Regions from separate parts of the Vulpes vulpes genome. Here region 2 is linked to region 1. A link is a contact called in public Hi-C data. All regions are on one chromosome and are shown on one strand. The core of a region is the stretch at or near the end of the contact, and the rest is flanking DNA. Distances in the headings are between cores, read along the strand shown.

Evidence for each region. Hi-C and Micro-C count contacts between places; a contact is called where the count stands out from the background.
Region 2: a contact with region 1 is called in a Hi-C map of skeletal muscle, with 5 times the contacts expected there. The contact joins the promoter of LDAF1 here to the promoter of SDR42E2 in region 1. A contact is called at or near these places in 2 of 3 Hi-C or Micro-C datasets (both in skeletal muscle).

Annotation. Positions count from the first base shown.
Region 1 is chr3:98,307,444-98,312,936 of VulVul3, reverse strand. SDR42E2 (short chain dehydrogenase/reductase family 42E, member 2) reads left to right here and starts at 4,207. Exons shown (of 10, transcript XM_072753685.1): 1 at 4,207-4,269. VWA3A (von Willebrand factor A domain containing 3A) reads left to right here. Exons shown (of 35, transcript XR_012000609.1): 34 at 1-73; 35 at 196-1,092.
Region 2 is chr3:99,173,190-99,178,507 of VulVul3, reverse strand. It overlaps LDAF1 (lipid droplet assembly factor 1), which reads left to right and starts at 3,603. Exons shown (of 6, transcript XM_026003242.2): 1 at 3,603-3,795; 2 at 4,132-4,181. It overlaps DNAH3 (dynein axonemal heavy chain 3), which reads right to left and starts at 3,486. Exons shown (of 63, transcript XM_072753699.1): 1 at 3,182-3,486.

The DNA of each region.
Region 1 (5,493 bases), core at 2,958-5,457:
ATGACATCAGCTCCACTGTGAAGATGTTTCTGAGACCTGCTGAGAGCTGGGAGCCTCCAGTCTTCCTCCCACTGTATCCTGGCCAAACATCCCTTTTCATAGCAGCAACACCTAGCATTTATTATGCCTAGTACCCCATGTCATGCTTCCTTGCTTCCCTGCCAACGCTTCTCCTTGACTGTGAGCTCTACCCAGAAATGAAGCTGGTGTCCTAACCATCTCTAGGTCCCCAGAGCCTGCCACAGGGCAGATTGCAGTAAACTGGGAGCACCCAGCTCAGTTGTGGGAGCCCAGCTCTGGAAACCAACCAGAGGATATTGTTTCTACCCTAGTCCCCTCACTCAGTGCTTCCCATCACCCTTCAGTGATGAAGATTCACTGTCAGCCCATCTTGGGAGAAGAAACAAGTGGGCTTACCACCTGCCTGTTCAACCAAACAGAATTAAAGTCTGCTCTGGAGCCAAGTCCAGAGAGAGTGCTCTGCTCAAGCAGGTGCAAATCAGGCTGGGCCCCAGCCCTACTGTGTACATACAAAATGAATATGTCATGCATTATGTGGTCTGGGGTCATATCCTGAGACAAAAAATTGCTGGTACTTAATTAAATAAGAGCAAAATGACTTTTAAGCTGAAGTGATGACTGGTTCGTGTGTGTGTGTGTGTGTGTGTGTGTGTGTGTGTGTGTCAATTTTTGGTGATATAAAACTTTATTTAAAAACTCAGATGCAGGGACACCTGGGTGTCTCAGCAGTTGAGTGTATGCCTTCAGCTCAGGGCATAATCCTGGAGTTCTGGGATCAAGTCCCACATCCGGCTCCCCGGAGGGAGCCTGCTTCTCTGCCTCTCTCTTTCTGTGTCTCTCATGAATAAATAAATAAAATATCTTTTAATTACAAAAAATAGAAACTCATACGCAGGGGCACCCGGGTGGTGCAGTGGTTGAACACCTGCCTTCGGCTCGGGGAGTCATCCCAGGGTCCTTGGATCGAGTCCCACATAAGGGTCACCACAGGGAGCCTGCTTCTCCCTCTGCCTATGTTTCTGCCTCTCTCTGTGTCTCATAAATAAATAAAATATTTAAAAACCAGAAAAAGATGACCATCCTAATTTTATTAAATGACAAAACACTCAAACAGGTACAAATGGACAACTGGTATATGAAAAAGTACTCAAAGCCTTGCCCATCAGTGAAATGCAAATGAGAACCACAGTGATATACCACTGCACACCCACCAGAATGGCAAAAGGTAAAAAGACCTACAAAAAGGTAAAAAGACCTACAATCAAGAAATGGAGCAACTAGAACTCTCCTCCTGCCCTGCTGGGGAGGGCATAGGGTGGTGTAAATTGGTTCAACCACTTTGTAAAACTGTGTAACAACTTTTGCTGAGAGAACATATATGCTTGTTCTATGATCCAGCAATTCCACTCCAAGAGAAAAAGTGTATATGTTCCATAAAAGACATATAGGAGGGGTGCCTGGGTGGCTCACCCAATTAAGCATCTGCCTTTGGCTCAGGTCATGATCCCAGGGTCCTGGGATAAAGCCCCGTGCCAGGCTCTCTGCTCAGTGGAGGATCTGCTTCTCTGCCATTCCCCCTGCTTGTGCTCTCTCTCTCTGTCAAATAAATAAAATATTTTTTTTAAAAAGACACATAGGAGAATGTTTATAGCAGCTTTATCCATAAGATCCAAAAACTGGAAACAACCTAAATGTTCACCCATGGTAGAATGGACAAATACAGTTTGTTCCATTTGTATAGTGTACATTTCTACACATCAATTTAAAAAATGAGCTACAACTACATTCAACAAGATGCATTGATATTATGAACAATGTCAGGCAAGAGAAGAGTACATAGTGTAATTCCATTTACATTATGTTCAAGAATATGCAAAAATTCTTGTTGGCAATAGAAGTCAGGAGAGTGGTTACCCTGTGGTGAGAGGCATACTGGGGACATCTGGGGTGCTGGAAGTGTTCTAGATCTTCATCTAGGTAGTAAAAATTCATCAATTTAAAAAACAAAAACAAAAAAACAACCCACAGTTCACTAAGGCTTGACATACACTGGCTTTGGCCAGACTCCATGCTGGGCCCAGGGAGGCAGCAGTGAGCACAGCCCCTGCCTCTGTGGCTCTCAGTCTGGTCACTGCCTTGGGTAGCTGCCCTTCCACGTCACCACCACAGACTGAGAGAAAATAGCCTGTGGTGTTTGTATTGCTTTGCTGGTGTTGTCATAACAAAGTACCACAAACCGAGTGGTTGAAACAACAGCAATGGATTATCTCCAGTTCAGGAGTCCAGAAGTCTGAGATCAAGGTATCACCAGCTCCCTCCAAAGGCACTCGGGAAGATCTGTGACAGGCCTCTCTCTCTCCTGGCTCCTTGTAGTTCGTTGGCTTGTGGACGCATCACTCCAACCTCCACGTGATGCTCTTCCTGTATGCATGTCTGCATCCAAATTTCCCCGCTTTCATAAGGACACTGGTCATATTGGACGAGCCCTACTCTCTATTACCTTATCTTTAATCACATCTGCAATGACCCTATTTCCAAGGTCATACTCTGAAGTCCTGGGGGTTAGGATTCCAACATATGAATTTGGGGGGTGGGGGTGGAGGAGGTACACAATTCAACGTATAACTCTTGTGTGGTAAACTATGCTCTCAGCAGGACAAGAGCAGCCAGCTGGACCTGGGGCTATCAGCCCTGTGGCCCTGCTGGTGGGAGAGGAGGGGCTGGTCTTTGGGAATAGAATGATGGACATACGTCAGACAAGGTTTGGAAAGTGGTGAGGCACAGGACCTGGGTTTGAATCCCAATCTCTCATATAACGGTAACACCTGCCTTTGGTTGAGCACTGACTATGCAGGCACCATCCTCGTCGCTTATACCTTGTTTGCTACAAGCCCAACAACATCACGGCTGTAAAGCACGCACCACTCCCAGCTTATGAATGAGGATGTGGAGCCTTGTAGCTGCCCAGAGACACACAGCAAGAAAGTGGCAAGGTCGAGATTTAAAGCCAGGGCTGACCCCATGGCCTTTATCCACCACACTCTGAGCCTCTTCTTATCACTCTGAACCCATTTTCCTGCCTCTAAAATTATGTCAAAACAGAGTTGTGAGGATTGGGGAAGATACCTTAGCACCTGGCACATAACATGTACGGGCTAAGATTTTTTTCTCTTCCCCACACCACCTATGCTCACAGAGGAGGCTCCAACGGGTGAAGCCTTTCTAGTAGCTTCTTCACACCAAAGTGAGCAGGCCTCAGTGTTCCCAGCTCAGAGTCAGTTCTCAGAACTCCACTATAGCAGCAGCGCCCCGCTGTCGGGCACATGCCTGCCCCTCTGCTACTGCCACCTGCAAATGGATCTTCAGGAGTGGTGTGATCCAGCTGGGTCCCCAGCACAAGGGAGAGGCCAACAACAAGGAAGCACCCACTAAACGTGGGATGACTGTATTAGAGGATGGATGAACCCAGAGATGGGCAGGGGAATACAAGAAAGGAAGGAAGGCAGATGTGGACGGGAGGAAAGAAAGATACATGGAATGAACTGGATGGATGTAAGGCTGGGCGGAGAGGTGGAAAGATAGAATGACAGGTGGATAGATAGATGAATGGAAGAATGGACAGGAAAGAAAGAAATGTACGGGGAATATGGATGAGTAAAGAGGTGGGTGGAAGAACAGGTAGGATGATGAGTAGATGGACGAGGAAGAGGGAGAGAAGGCAGGAAGCAGCAGGTGGGCGGGAGGCAGGCTGCCTAGAGAGGAACGAGTTGGGGCGACAGACCCACCCGCAGGGTATGGGGGGCTGAGGAAAGAAATGTTGTTTCTTGGGTTTCTAGGACCACTGTGCGGCAGGGCCTTTGCGTCCTTTCTGCACCAGCATCTGGGCCCATTGCACCCGCTCCCTGTTCGACAGGCCTCAGTTTCCCCGCTGTGAGAGCCTGCGGCCACCGCCCTGCAAAAGGCGGCTGTTCCCGCGCGGGGAGCCGGTGGGGCGGGGGCGGGGCGAGAGGTGGGGGGCGGGGCCCGGATGGTGGGCGGGGCCGGGGCGAGGGGCGGGGCCGGGGCCGGGATGGGGCGGGGGCGGGGCCGGGGCGAGGGGCGGGGCCGGGATGGGGCGGGGCCGGGATGGGGCGGGGGCGGTCCCGGAGTTCAGCCCCGCCCCGGGAGGGGCCGCCCCGCCGCGCCGGGCTCCGCGCCGAGACCTTGGGTGCAGCGCCGGGAGCTCGCAGCGCCGCGGGAGCCCGGCGGGTGAGCGCAGCGGGGACCCCGGGGGGCGGGGAGCCTAAGGGGGGGTTCCCCGAGCTGCGAGGCGGGAGCCGCTCTCGGAGTCGGGCGTGGGGGGGCGGGGGGCGGGGGCGCCCGCTCCTGCCCGCCCCTGCCGGGCGATGCGGCCGGGGTGGTCCCCGACGCCCCTTCCCCAGTTCCTTTACCCACACCCCACTGCGAGTCCCTGGTGACCCGGCCGACCCATTTATTGAGACCCCATCAAAGTTCGCGAATGTTCCCTGAGCCTCAGTTTCCAGCTCTGAGGGATGGGGACAGGAGCCTGTAGTGCACAGGGCTGCCCGGGGCAGTGAGTGCCGCCGCGGCCCGGGTCACGGGGGGCGCAGCCACGGTGCCCGGTGCTCCCGGATGCGGAGTTCTTAGCGGTGCGGCGCGGTCAGCAGCTCCTTATCCCCTGCTCGGTGCCGGCGCTGTTCCCGGCGCGGGGACAGGACGGTGAGCGGAGCCCTCCTGGAGACTGCTTCCCAGCGCCCTGCCAAGGGCTCTGGCATCTCTTCATGACCGCCTGGTGGGGTAGACGGAGCAGCCAGGGTTACTTGGGTCCATTTTACAGCTATGGATACTGAGGTACCCTGAGGTTTTAAGGATTTTGCCTAAGGGTCACAAAAAAAGCATCCCCATAAGATAGAAAGATGGCTTTGGTCCCAGAGACCAGTCCCCTGAACAGAATCCTGGGTAAAGAAGGGCTCCACCGTGGGGCTGCACCCTTTCCCCCTCCCTATAGGGGAATTAGACTCATCTCCTATGATGACTCAGATTTGGGGTGTTTCCTCCCTGTTAAACCCCTGAGTGCCAATGTCTGTATGGGGTGTGACTGTGTCCCTTAACCTGGAACTCTGGAGAGCAGGGCAGTGACAACAGAGCCTAAAAGATAACAGTCCCTATAGCTGTCAGGGTCCCTGCCCCGTGGCACCACCAGCACCAACCACGGGGTCATCACTTAGCCAGTCAGCATGCCCCTTCTTTTTTACAGCCAGCCGGCCTCAGGCAGGGCAGAGACACCTATCTGTGTATCCACAGGGCCTGGCAGACGGTTGGCCCACCATACGTGGTTGCTGCCATTATTAATGGTGATGATGGTGGTCTGGCCCCTGGAGCACATCTTCTCAGGTGGAGTAGGAGGCAGCGGGCAGAGGGTGGGATGATGATAGTGATAGTGGCTGACAGCCTGGCTCATTTTAAGTCTGG
Region 2 (5,318 bases), core at 2,354-4,853, 870 kb before region 1:
ACAGCACAAAGTATTTCCATTTTTCCTTTTTCTTACTTTTTCCTTAACTTTGGGCTCTCCATACTTTCAAATAACTTTGTGGTTCCTCATCTCTTATATTTTTACTATCATCAGGCATATATGTAGAGGTTGCTTTTGGGCAAATACACTTGACCAATGGACTGTAGACAGGGCCCACAGTGACCCCCTGGCTGAGTACACATAGGCCCAACAGGTAACCTACCTCAAAATATCCACAGGCCCTAAGTGACCAATGGGCTACTTACAACCAGGCACAGATACTGAAAAAGGTAGAATTCGGTGCATCCCCATACCTCCTCACCTTCCCTCTTTAAAAACAGCCCCCACCCACTGCTTCATTGCAGACAGCCTCTACTTTGATGTCCTGCCCACCTCTCAAGTTCTGTCTCCTTTTTTCTGCCTCAAGTGAATCCTTTCAAGGCCTGCACCACTGGCTTCCACCGGATAGTCACCCCACATTTGGGGGCCTCTATCCAATCAGACAGATAACCACATTTAGATGCCACAATAAATACAGTTTCAAATAGTATCTGGAATAAATGAATGAGTGACAGGGTTTGAAACTTTGGTTTAGACAGAAATGAGGTTATTACCAGGCCTCCTATAATGGGGCATGAAGCCTAATGTCCCATAAAACCCAGCAGCTGTAATTCAACAAAGTGAATTAGTAGAAAGGAACTGGTAGGATGCTAATGAGCCTCATGACCCTGTGGGTGAATAGGAGACATGCTTCCATTGAAAGCTAGTGTACTATGAGTCTACCTATGTTCAAAAACATCAAAACAATTATTATGGCTTTCATATTGAGCTATACTATCTGCTGGCACTGTGCTAAGCACTTAATGAACATCATCTTTCCAAATCTACTCAACAACCCAGAAAATGAATACAATTATTATCCCAAATTTTATGCTGAAGAAACACAGTCACTGGGCTCGGTCAGTGCCAAAGTTGGGATTTCAACCTGGCTGGCTATGGAATATGTTCCCTAGCTTTAACCAAAAATCTACATATGGTCTAAAGAAAGACTGAAAGTAAACAAGATATCTACTAAGGAGAATGAAAATACATGTCCCCCCACTCCCACCCCTGGCCACCTTATCTGCACCAGAATCACCTGACTTAACTTTCTGTTTGATAATTCCCAAGACGGATGCAGGCTTCAAGTCCTTCAATCCTTCAACTCCAAGTACACAGGGTTGCCAGATAAAACAATAAAACACAGGATGCCCAGTAAAATTAGAATTTCAGGTAAACAACAATTTTTTAAAATTTAAGTATTCGCTATTTGGGACATAGCTATATTAAAAAGTTATCTTCACTTTAAATTGAGTGTCCTGGATTTTTATTTGCTAAATCTGGCAATTTGGGGAGAAGAGGTCAGCTAGGGTCTGGGTTGTTCCCATTTCCGTGATATTAACAGCTTAGGGTTTCAATGTGTGGCTGGGAAATTTTCACACATTTCTTATTCAGAGCCCCCTGGCAGGTATCTTCTTTCTCTTTTCTTTTCTTTTCTTTTCTTTTCTTTTCTTTTCTTTTCTTTCTTTCTTTCCTTTTTCTTTTCTTTCTTTCTCTCTTTCTTTTTTTTAAGATTTTTATTTATTTATTCATGAGAGACACACACACACAGAGGCAGAGACAGGCAGAGGGAGAAGCAGGCTTCTCGCAGGGAGCCCAATGTGGGACTTGACTCCTGGACCAGGATCAAGACCAGAGCCAAAGGCAGATGCTCAGCTGCTGAGCCATCCAAGTGTCCCTTGCAGGTCTTTTCTAAGACCTGAAATGGTCTCAGAAACGGGCTCAGCCAGAGTAAGTTAGCTTTGAAAAGCATAGAAGAGGCTGCACATAGCTTTATTTTACTGACCCATCAATAGTCGTCATGAGCCAAGTCCTAATGATATGGAGACAGCTAAGATCCCAGCCATCCGGAAATACATAATATGGAGAAGGCAGCCAACACACAAGGAAAAAGCAAAATCTGGCTGTCCCTACAATGACAGAGGTCTGTGGTCAGGGGAATTAGAGGATTCACAAAGGCACCCCTAGATGGCACCCTTGAACAAAAATCCCAAGGAAGGTTCCAATTCAGCTTTTCAAAGCAATGCCCACCAGGGAATGACAGTTGTAATGTTTTGTTCTAAAGGAAAAAAAAAAAAAAAAGTCAACATTTTCTTAGGTGGGGCATCCACCATACTGCAGCAGAACAAAGTGCATGAAGCCACGTAGGATTGCCTGAAACTTAAGAATTTAGGGATACTTACCTGTCCATGTCCTATTTCCACCATTAGCAGCCCTTTTCTTGGCTGTTGTGAAGTTAGATGGGATCCTGTAGCTTCTTTTTATCATTATTGCCCCCACGTTTATTTCTTTACCCACCAGCCTGTTTATTTCTAGAGATATTATTTGGTAGAAGACTGTACCATCGAATCTTTTTGAGTTCCTCCTATACTCCAGATAGGTACTAACTTCTTTACAGCTCTTCTTGCACCTGACCTCACTAAAACCCTGTGACTGTTTCCCAGGCTGCTATTGCTGCAGGTCACAGAGGAAAGGAAGGTCCATCTAGGTCCCTGGATGGAAAAGGCCTGAGAACTCTGCAGTAGCAGGCCAAAGCTCAGGCCTGTCATTTTACAGATTAAGCCCAGGCCCAGAGAGGTCACTCACCCAAGGTCACACGGTAAGAGCCAGCCCTGAGATGAGAGCCCAGGACTGTCGGAACCCCCTCCCTCAGACCCTGGTCTTTACCAGTACCTCTATGGCAGTGGTTCTTAACAGAAACTGTGCCCCGTCACAGGATATTTGGCAATGTTTGGGGACATTTTTTTGGTTGTCACAACTGGGAGGAAGGGGATTACTACTGGCATCTAGTGGGTCGAGGCCAGGGACACTGATAAAAAGTCAGCACAAGGATGCCCCCTCAATACAAAACTTTCCTGCCCAAAATGTCAACAGCGCTGCCCTTGGAGAAACCCTGCTCTATGGGCCAGGATTTGGGGCCAGGGAACATGTGCCTGGCTCTGACGTGGAACCAAGGGCCTTGGGTTTAGACTTTTTCAATTATAAAACGTGGAAATGATAACCTAACCCATCCTTCCGGCTCTCGCTGGTTCGTGGCACCTGCGTGAGTCGTAGTAGCTAAAACTTGCCAGTCAGGCCGTACCTCATCGCTGCATGTCCTGGCCCCCAGGACTGCTTCCAGGAGAGGCGGTTCAGGTGTAGGTATCTAGGCAGGGGACGCCCTAAGACGCTGTACAAACCGTGCTCAGAGGCCAAGGGCACCTGTCTCGGCGGTGGCCTGTGCACGCTCCCTTCAAGCCGAGAGTGTAGGGCAGGCCTCATTCTCCTCAGCTGTAAATTATTGAGGGCCTGTCAGGGTTGTTCTAAAAGGCTGAGGCGGAGCGCGCTGTGTGGAGCTCGCGGCCCGAGGCCTCGCGGCAGCTTCGCGGGCTTCCTCTGGAGGTGGGCGGGGAGAGCCGAGCCCTGAGGGGCGGGGCGAGAGCGGCCGAAGGACGGAAGCGTCGGAGGGGGCGGGGTCCGGGCGGTGGAGGGGGCGTGGTTAGGGCGAGGAGGGGCGGGGCTAGGCCGTGAGGGGGCGGGGCTAGGGCGGAGGACGGCGGCAGCCTGGGTGGGGCAGGAAACAGGCGCCAGCTCCCGCCTGCGCGCACTAGGGTTCCTCCCTCTAACGTCTCTCCCTGCTCCTCTTCCTCCTCCCCCCACCCCGCTTCTGTGCCTCCGCCTGCAGACCCTGGCTGGACAGCGCGGCCGCCAGGACCGGTGAGACTCGCATCTCGGATGCTAGGGTGCAACGTGCCCGGGCTGGCTAGGTCACCTCGCGGGGAGGGGCATACGAAGCGGCGCAGGGGCCTGGGTTGAGAGGGTCTCCTGCGCTGTCCGCAGTTTAGTGAAAAGGAGTGTCTCACCCCTCGGAGCCCCCAAGACGGGCTGGGAGCACACGCACTTCTTCACACCCACCACTAGATTTGGTAAAAGGGTTGCCAGAGCCATCCCACCCCACCCCCCGAGACCTTGTCCCTTCTTGGGAAACCTGGCGGGGGAGTCTCCAAACCCTCTCCCCGAGATTCATGAATATGGGTGCCCTCCTTCCCGCAGGTCTCTCTTCTCTACCGACACCGCAGAGAGGGGCTCTCCAGGTAACAAAGGTGGATTCTTCTCCCCCAAATTAATGACCGGGTACTCCACTCCCCCGTGAACGCCCCTTTCTTAGCCTCTGTGCTCTTTCGTGTGCGGGCCCTCCCCCTCTGCACCTGCCTCCCTTTCTCTTCCCCTTTGCGCAAGGATCCCTAGAAGCTGGGCGCCTGCTCCACCTAGCGTCTTCGAAGGCTGACCGACTGTAAGCAGATGGGGAGGGGGCGGCCTGGGGCGGCCCGAGGCGCCCAGCTTTCCTTTCCCCCAACCGGAGATGCACCCCCTCTCCCTTCCAGCTGAAACGCTGGGGTTGGCCGTTAGCTCTGGGAGGGGCTGGAATGCAAGAGCCGCGGGGCGGATTGGCCAGTGGTCTTTTGGGTCAGCCTGGAGGGCCCCGGGAGAAGGCAGGGAACTTGTGAGCTGCGCTGGGGATCCCGGGTTGCCCTCCGCTCCAGAGACTTCTCAGTGCCTGGGAATTCCCTCTGTAGAGTGAGTGGCTGGGGATTGGAAGCCAGGTGGATGTATTTGATGGCTGTGGCCCATGACATTCTACCCATGCTCGTTACCATCGGACTCCCCAAACCGGTCTGGGTGGCCCTTGGGTTCCCTAGACCTCTGGAGACCGGTAATGGGAGCTGGGCTTGTTTCTGTCTGCTGCGGAGATGAGAGTAGGAGAGCTGAGTCCTGGGAACATCCCAAATACGAGATGTGTGCCAGTTGGATCTTCAAAGATCCAAAGGTTTCCTGTTTCACAAACGGAGCTGTAGGAAAGGCTCTCTAGCTGGAGTGACGAAAACGTACTTTAAGTTGCATTTTAGACCCTCTAGGTATTGGTAAAGTAACTTTCTCCCCTTAACTCACATAATTACCGTGTGGTTTAAGTCAATATGGTAAACAGGTGTCAGCATCACTTAGTTAATTTTGATCACTATAACAGGATCCTTGAGGCTCTTCTTCTTCTTCTTCTTCTTTTTTTTTTTAAGATTTTATTTATTCATGAGAGACAGAGAGAGGCAGAGACACAGGCAGAAGGGGTAGAAGCAGGCTCCATGCAGGGAGCCTGGTATGGGACTCAATCCTGGAGCCCCAGGATCACTTGCTTGGCTGAAGGCAGGTTCTCAACCTCTGAGCCACCCAGGCATCCCTTTTTT